2 separate regions of the Bicyclus anynana genome follow, and region 2 is linked to region 1. A link is a contact called in public Hi-C data. All regions are on one chromosome and are shown on one strand. The core of a region is the stretch at or near the end of the contact, and the rest is flanking DNA. Distances in the headings are between cores, read along the strand shown. Region 1 overlaps LOC112053181 (E3 ubiquitin-protein ligase goliath). Region 2 holds the start of LOC112053181 (E3 ubiquitin-protein ligase goliath).

What was found. A called contact is a pair of places that touch in the nucleus more often than the background predicts.
Region 2: a contact with region 1 is called in a Hi-C map of whole body, with 2.6 times the contacts expected there. The contact joins the promoter of LOC112053181 here to the enhancer-like site in region 1. A contact is called at or near these places in 2 of 2 Hi-C or Micro-C datasets (whole body and whole larva).

What each region holds. Positions count from the first base shown.
Region 1 is chr23:9,797,313-9,800,508 of ilBicAnyn1.1, forward strand. LOC112053181 (E3 ubiquitin-protein ligase goliath) reads right to left here. Exons shown (of 12, transcript XM_052888644.1): 3 at 1,435-1,632; 4 at 65-164. Among protein-coding and RNA genes, the nearest start is that of LOC112053184, 59 kb to the left of the region's middle. Within about 2 kb of position 1,524, at least 6 of the 8 cell types and tissues checked have open chromatin away from gene starts, as enhancers often do.
Region 2 is chr23:9,889,885-9,893,080 of ilBicAnyn1.1, forward strand. LOC112053181 (E3 ubiquitin-protein ligase goliath) reads right to left here and starts at 1,665. Exons shown (of 12, transcript XM_052888644.1): 1 at 1,278-1,665. It overlaps LOC112050967 (protein mini spindles), which reads left to right and starts at 2,797. Exons shown (of 37, transcript XM_052888643.1): 1 at 2,797-2,987.

The DNA.
Region 1 (3,196 bases), core at 274-2,773:
TACTGTCTTTATTATTAAAAGTAAACTTAATTTTAAAGTAAGCATTTTAAAAGCTCAAACTTACGTCCGTTGTCAATGGTCAGTTTCATCTTCTCCAGCACCGTTGTGTCCCGATCGTTGTAGATGAGCACCGCCGAGGCGTTCGCCCGCCAAGCATTCTGAACCTTCAATCAAAGGGGATAAGGGTTATAATCTTTTAACTCTTTGCTAAGCAGCGATACGTTGAAAGCATCTTATTTACTTCATCATTATACAGGCCTCTTGTATGGACTTCCAAAAATCAAGGTCTCGCAGCATCTAGCGGCTCCCTACTACCCGGTCTATGTCGAAGTGGGGGGTCGATCGACACTGCGCTTTCCGGTGCGGGGTCTCTATTCCAGCACATTCGGACCCTAAAGTGCACGTTTTTCGAACGATGCGCCTATCCATTGCCATTTTAATTTCGCATAAAACGCACATTTCAGGCAAAAATAAAAAGCTGAAGAGTTTGTTTGTTTGGACGCGTTATTCTTGGGAATAATTATTTGAACTGAAAAATTATTTTTATGTTAGATAATCGTTTATAGACATAGCATCACGATAAGCTATGCAATAGGAGTAAAACATCAAATAAATATGTGGCAAAAACAGAAAAATATTCCTTTTCAGTTTTCGTAGATTGCGTTACTAAAACGGTTAAAATTACGCAAAAAATATGTATGACAGAATTGTTCTCCTTCAAAAGTTCTACAAAAAAAAACGCTAAATAAGTCGTAGACATCAGTTATCATGATTTTATTATGATTGTACCAATATTAAGTACTATCATTCTCTCAAATAACGATAATTACTTGATTATATTTAGCGTCGCGTTATCATTATGCTGTTGATAATAAAATTTCCCAATATCAGCTGATATTGGGAAATATTGGAGAGCTGGATTATGACCACAATGATAACGCAGGGTATCTAGACTGCGCGTTATTAAGCGCCTGTTACCATTGCAATGACAACGTTGGAGTTCCATAGTATTTTTATTTTTCTTTTTTTATATTTCAAAAAATAAGTAGAGGTACGTACGGCGGCGGTACGTCTTTGCCGGTAGGGTGGTAACTAGCCACGGCTGAAGCCTCCCATCAGCCAGTCCTGAGCCAATTAAAACATCTCAATCGGCCCAACGGGGATCGAACCCAGGACCTCGGTTTTGTAAATCCACCGCGCATACCACTGCGCCACGGAGGTCGTTAGCATTTTTAGTAACAACTAGCTGACGCCGCGCGGTTTTAACCGCGTGGTTCCCGTTCCTGTAGGAAAACGGGGATAATATATAGCCTTCCTCGAAAAATGGGCTATTTAACACTGAAAGAATTTTTCAAATCGGACCAGTAGTTCCTGAGATTAGCGCGTTCAATCAAACAAACAAACTTTTCAGCTTTATAATATTAGTATAGATACCTTAATCTCAAAGTTGCAGCTGCCCCGACGAATGACCGCGATCCAGGGTTCTCTCGGCAACGGCTCACTGGGTGCAGCGGCCGACAGCAACGGCCACGTGCACCCAGTGTGGTCGCGCGCGCCATCTGCACCCTTGGCTCGCACGTGCACGGCCACACCGCGGGACGAGCCGATGAAACCCTCGCCGTACTTGCCGGACTGGGGAAGAACAAATTTGAATTTAGAACATCACACAATACCCGTAATTTAAATTCAGAACGAATCTATCATGAATTACAACTTGAATTTGAATTTAGAACTGGAACAACTTTTATTTGAATTCAGAACCAATCCATCAACAGCTTTAATTTGAATTCTGAACTAATCACACCTAACAAAGGAGATGGTCCAATTCAGGTCAAAATTTATTAAAGTGAATAAATCTAACTAAATAAAAAAAAAAAAATTAAAACCCAAGTTTTTGAGTTTTATCAAGATGGCGTCAATATAGCAACTATGACATGACAATTGACAGCAAACGTCAAATCGATTACTGCGTTGAAAACGTCATCAATCCGCCATTATTACCCATAGTAGTGTTGCATTTCTTGGGAGATAATGAATATTATTTCGAAAAAATTAAAGTAAATTCGTAGATTTCTATATTCAAAAATAGTTAAAAAATTAATTTTATTTCCGCTAGAGTACAATGATTGATCCTGGAATCCATACAATTTTGGACCATTAATTGGTGAACCGTTCGTTCGTAAACAATTTAGAACTTATACATAATATAATATCACACTCGACAACCTGTTCTTCTAGGAAGTTCTGATCTAGAACTCTTAGTTTATTATTGGGTCATGAAGATAATAATTAATAACAATAATTTTCCTTATTTACGACTCCCATAGTCCGGAATATACCTACTTTGTATGTGGACTGGTTTATGACATGTTTCAAACATTAGTAATTAAAAGTCCCCCAAAGGAAACGATTAAATCGTGTCATCACTCATCAAGTCTATTTCTATTTCTTTTAAATTATAAATAAAACGTTCAAATTTTTATAAAATTTTCTGAATGGCTTATCCACATTATACCTCGGACCGAGACAATGTACCACGCAATTTGTAGGACATTTTTTTTTTCATTCTTTACAAGTTAGCCCTTGACTACTATCTCACCTAATGGTAAGTGATGATGCAGTATAAGATGGAAGCGGGCTAACTTGTTAGGAGGTGGATGAAAATCCACACCCCTTTCGGTTTCTACACGGCATCGTACCGGAACGCTAAATCGCTTGGTGGTACGTCTTTGCTGGTAGGGTGGTAACTAGCCACGGCCGAAGCCTCCCACCAGCCAAACCTGAACTAATTAAGGAAATCTCAATCTGCCCAGCCGGGGATCGAACCCAGGACCTCCGTTTTGTAAATCCAACGCGCATACCACTGCGCCACGGAGGCCGTCATTGTGGCTTTTCCCCCCCTACGAAAAAAAAGGACATTGTGGCTGTTAAGTTGTACTCTATTAATTAGAAACAGTAAAGAAAACATCTGAATAGTAACAACTTTTGGTAAACTCCCCTCCAACTTGTATCAATAACGAGGTTATTATAAGTTGTTACCTCAGACCAATTATTGTAAAGGACCTGCCTCGCTAGACGTTACATTTCTGTCAAAGTATATGATCAACGATCTAATGCGATTATAAAAACTGTCTCTATAGAATGGATGTTAAATAGTTGTAATCGTGTTCTTCGGTTAAAGAGCTCCGTAAAAATA
Region 2 (3,196 bases), core at 415-2,914, 93 kb after region 1:
CGACCTGTGCCTTAGATTCAGAGGGCGTAGCTTCGATTCGGTCCGGGCATGCACCTCCAACTCTTCAGTTACGTACTTATGAAATTAAATATCACGTGCCTCAAAGAAGGAAACACATCGTGAGGAAACATATACCTGAGAATTTTCTTCATTCTCCGCGTGTGTGAAATCTGCCAATCTGCATTAGGCAAGCGTGGTAGACTATTGCCCTAACCCCTCATTCTGAGAGGAGATTCGTGCTCAATAGTGAGCCGAAAATGGGTCATCATTAGCAAAAAAAAATTGCTAATGATGACTAGACGCTAGACCATTTTACATACTATCAAGTGTGCCGACAGTCCGTGGCATCAAATCTGCAGAAAGCTTAGAGATATAGGGAAATAGTCAAATTTTCAAAATACAGTTACGACTATGGTTTGGATTATTGTTTGGACAGAAGGGCTAGCTCATTTTTTGCGCAAAGGATCAGCCTGAGAATTTTTCAAATCGTTTCAGTAGTTTCGGAGCCAGTTCAATGCATAATATCTCATAATCATAATACCTATGTCATTGATAATATTAGTACCTATATTATGTAGATTAGATCTTTTTAAAAACCGGTATTTAAACTTACTTAATGGTTTCTAGTTTGATTTTAATTAATAGTTTACCTTTTTTCAGTTTCAGGTAGTTTACAAAGTACCTATAGTAAAAAAATTAAACTCTCAAACATTTTTTTTTTACTTTTTTATTGTTGGGAAACTTGTATCAAATAAGTTGGTAGGCATAATGGAAACCAAATTCTTATATATTATATAAAATAAAAAAATTAAATAAAATTCATTTATTCAGGCATTCTTATATCAGGCATATTAAGAAAAACATAAAAACAAAAATCGAAAATAAAATTAAAAAGCCAAAATATTATAATACCTACACTTACTCTTAATTCCAATTTCAATGTTTAATAGGTATAATACCTACAATAAAGTATAATTATAATACCTTATAAATATACTTTATTAAACCTTACCTTATAAATTAAGAGTAAGTGCTCTTAATTTCAATTTCAATGTTTTTCTACGCATAGGTCTAATTTCCTAGACTATTTTTATTTGTACCACGGCTATAACAAAATGATAAGCACCTTTACCTATTTGAATTTAGAATAGTCTATTTTTGAACTACCCGCCATATGTAGGTGTTTACCATGAATTATAAATAGATATAATAATAAATAACTGTGTAAGATATAAATAAATGCTCGTAAATTATTTTAGTATAATCAATGTACTTACAATATGAAGCATACTATGCTCGAACAGCTGTTAAAATGCCTCTTCAGACATAAAATAATCTTGCATCGATACCAAACGAAAACACAACATAACCGTACGTTTATTGTCTCATTCACTGATCTTTTACTCTTTTCAATTCCAATTTAGAATTTATAAAACACTATTGGTGAATCAAACAAACGAAACGCTATTAATCTTTTATCAGTTGGTTATATGAACTGCGAACGCACAGTAGTCACGAAACGAAAAACCGCGACACACGTCTCGTTCTCAGACGCTCTCGAAACCATTTGAAAAACTGTGATAAAAAAATAGAATGAGTGAATACAAGAATGTATTATTCATTCGTTCGTAGCGCCAGCCGAGCTGTTTGCATTCTCTTTGTCTAAGAATGAAATAAAAACAAAACAAACCAGTAAGCGTGAATGATTACATCCACATTGAATTTATTGGAGTATCAGCATTGTTTGGGTGTATTGCAACCAATAGAGTACAAGTATTGACCAATCAGGCTTCAAACCTCGCTGTAATAGCGAATGGACAAAGACAGTCTATGGTCGCAAGATAGTTGCTGTCAAAGTTCCAATCTACGCTCCTATCACAATAATCAAAGACAAATGAATGAGCAGAAGAGAATGAAAAAGTATTGCCACCCCTAAAAATATTTAAAATTATAGTAAGGTACAAATGACCCGGATATTTTACATTTAAATAAATAAAGTACATATTTTTTTAAATAAACTTGCTTTTATTAATACTTATATTCTATAGATAGATATTAATACTTAATTTCAATGATTGATCATGGTGAATCAATATTAATTTAATTACAATAAATGAGTTGTTATTTTTGTCGAGTAAAATACACTATTTATCAATAAATACATTATTTTTATTAACTAAATGTTTTATGTGCTAATGCTATTTGCATTAAATTGACCAGATTCTCTAAATATTATTTTGAAAGATACTATTCAATTGTTGTAAATCATATCTTTGAAATATTATTATTATTTAGGTAAGCTTTATTTTATACCACTTACTTTAATCGTTTTTCAAAAAGATGTTATTAGTAAATGATTTTTATCCATTAATTTGAAATTTGCGCGAAAATACCTAAACACGTGACATAAGTATGTAAGCTGTGACATTATTTAATTACACTTACATACTTAAGTAACATTTATTTGTTGAGAAAATCTTTTTTTGAGATGGCGGAAAATACACATAGGAAATCTTGATCGAGAGTATGAAGTTAAGATTGTCAATCCTCCTCGCTTCCTTTGCAGTTGATTTTTTCGATATAATGATATTTTGAAACACTGGAAAAAATCAATCAATTTGGTTCATACCTTGGTCGAAACTTGAAACCGATACTTCGGTCGCAAAGCATAAATAAATCACAACTCTTTTCCACTAAGTACCTTAAGCAAATGTCATTCATGATAGGTCTCAAGCTAACTCGCACGGACTATAAAGTATTTCAATTTTACATATTGGCAATGGCAACACTCATTCTTACGTCCATTTTCTTCTCTTCAGTTCACGTCAATTCAGAAACTTGAAAAAAACGACATCGTGAAAGAAACTCTTTTTGTTGGATTAAAGATAACTTCTGGTTAGATAATGTGAAATATTTACAATATATGTGGTTCAAGTTTAATTTATCTCGTTTAATAACGCTGACGCATTGAAAACATCTGCGTAACGGTAAGTTTAATTGCATCTGAGTAATTTGTTTGTATCGTAGAAAGTGACCGTTGTCGGGCGTCTGCCCAATGTATGTGATCCAGTTTCCCATCTCGTTTTATATCCGTAAATTCGATACGGTTATAAATGTATTGGTCCACAATTAAAATCTTTTGTAAGAAATGAATACAGTGCGGGTAAGCCATTTCATTAAAAGGCGATTAAAAAGC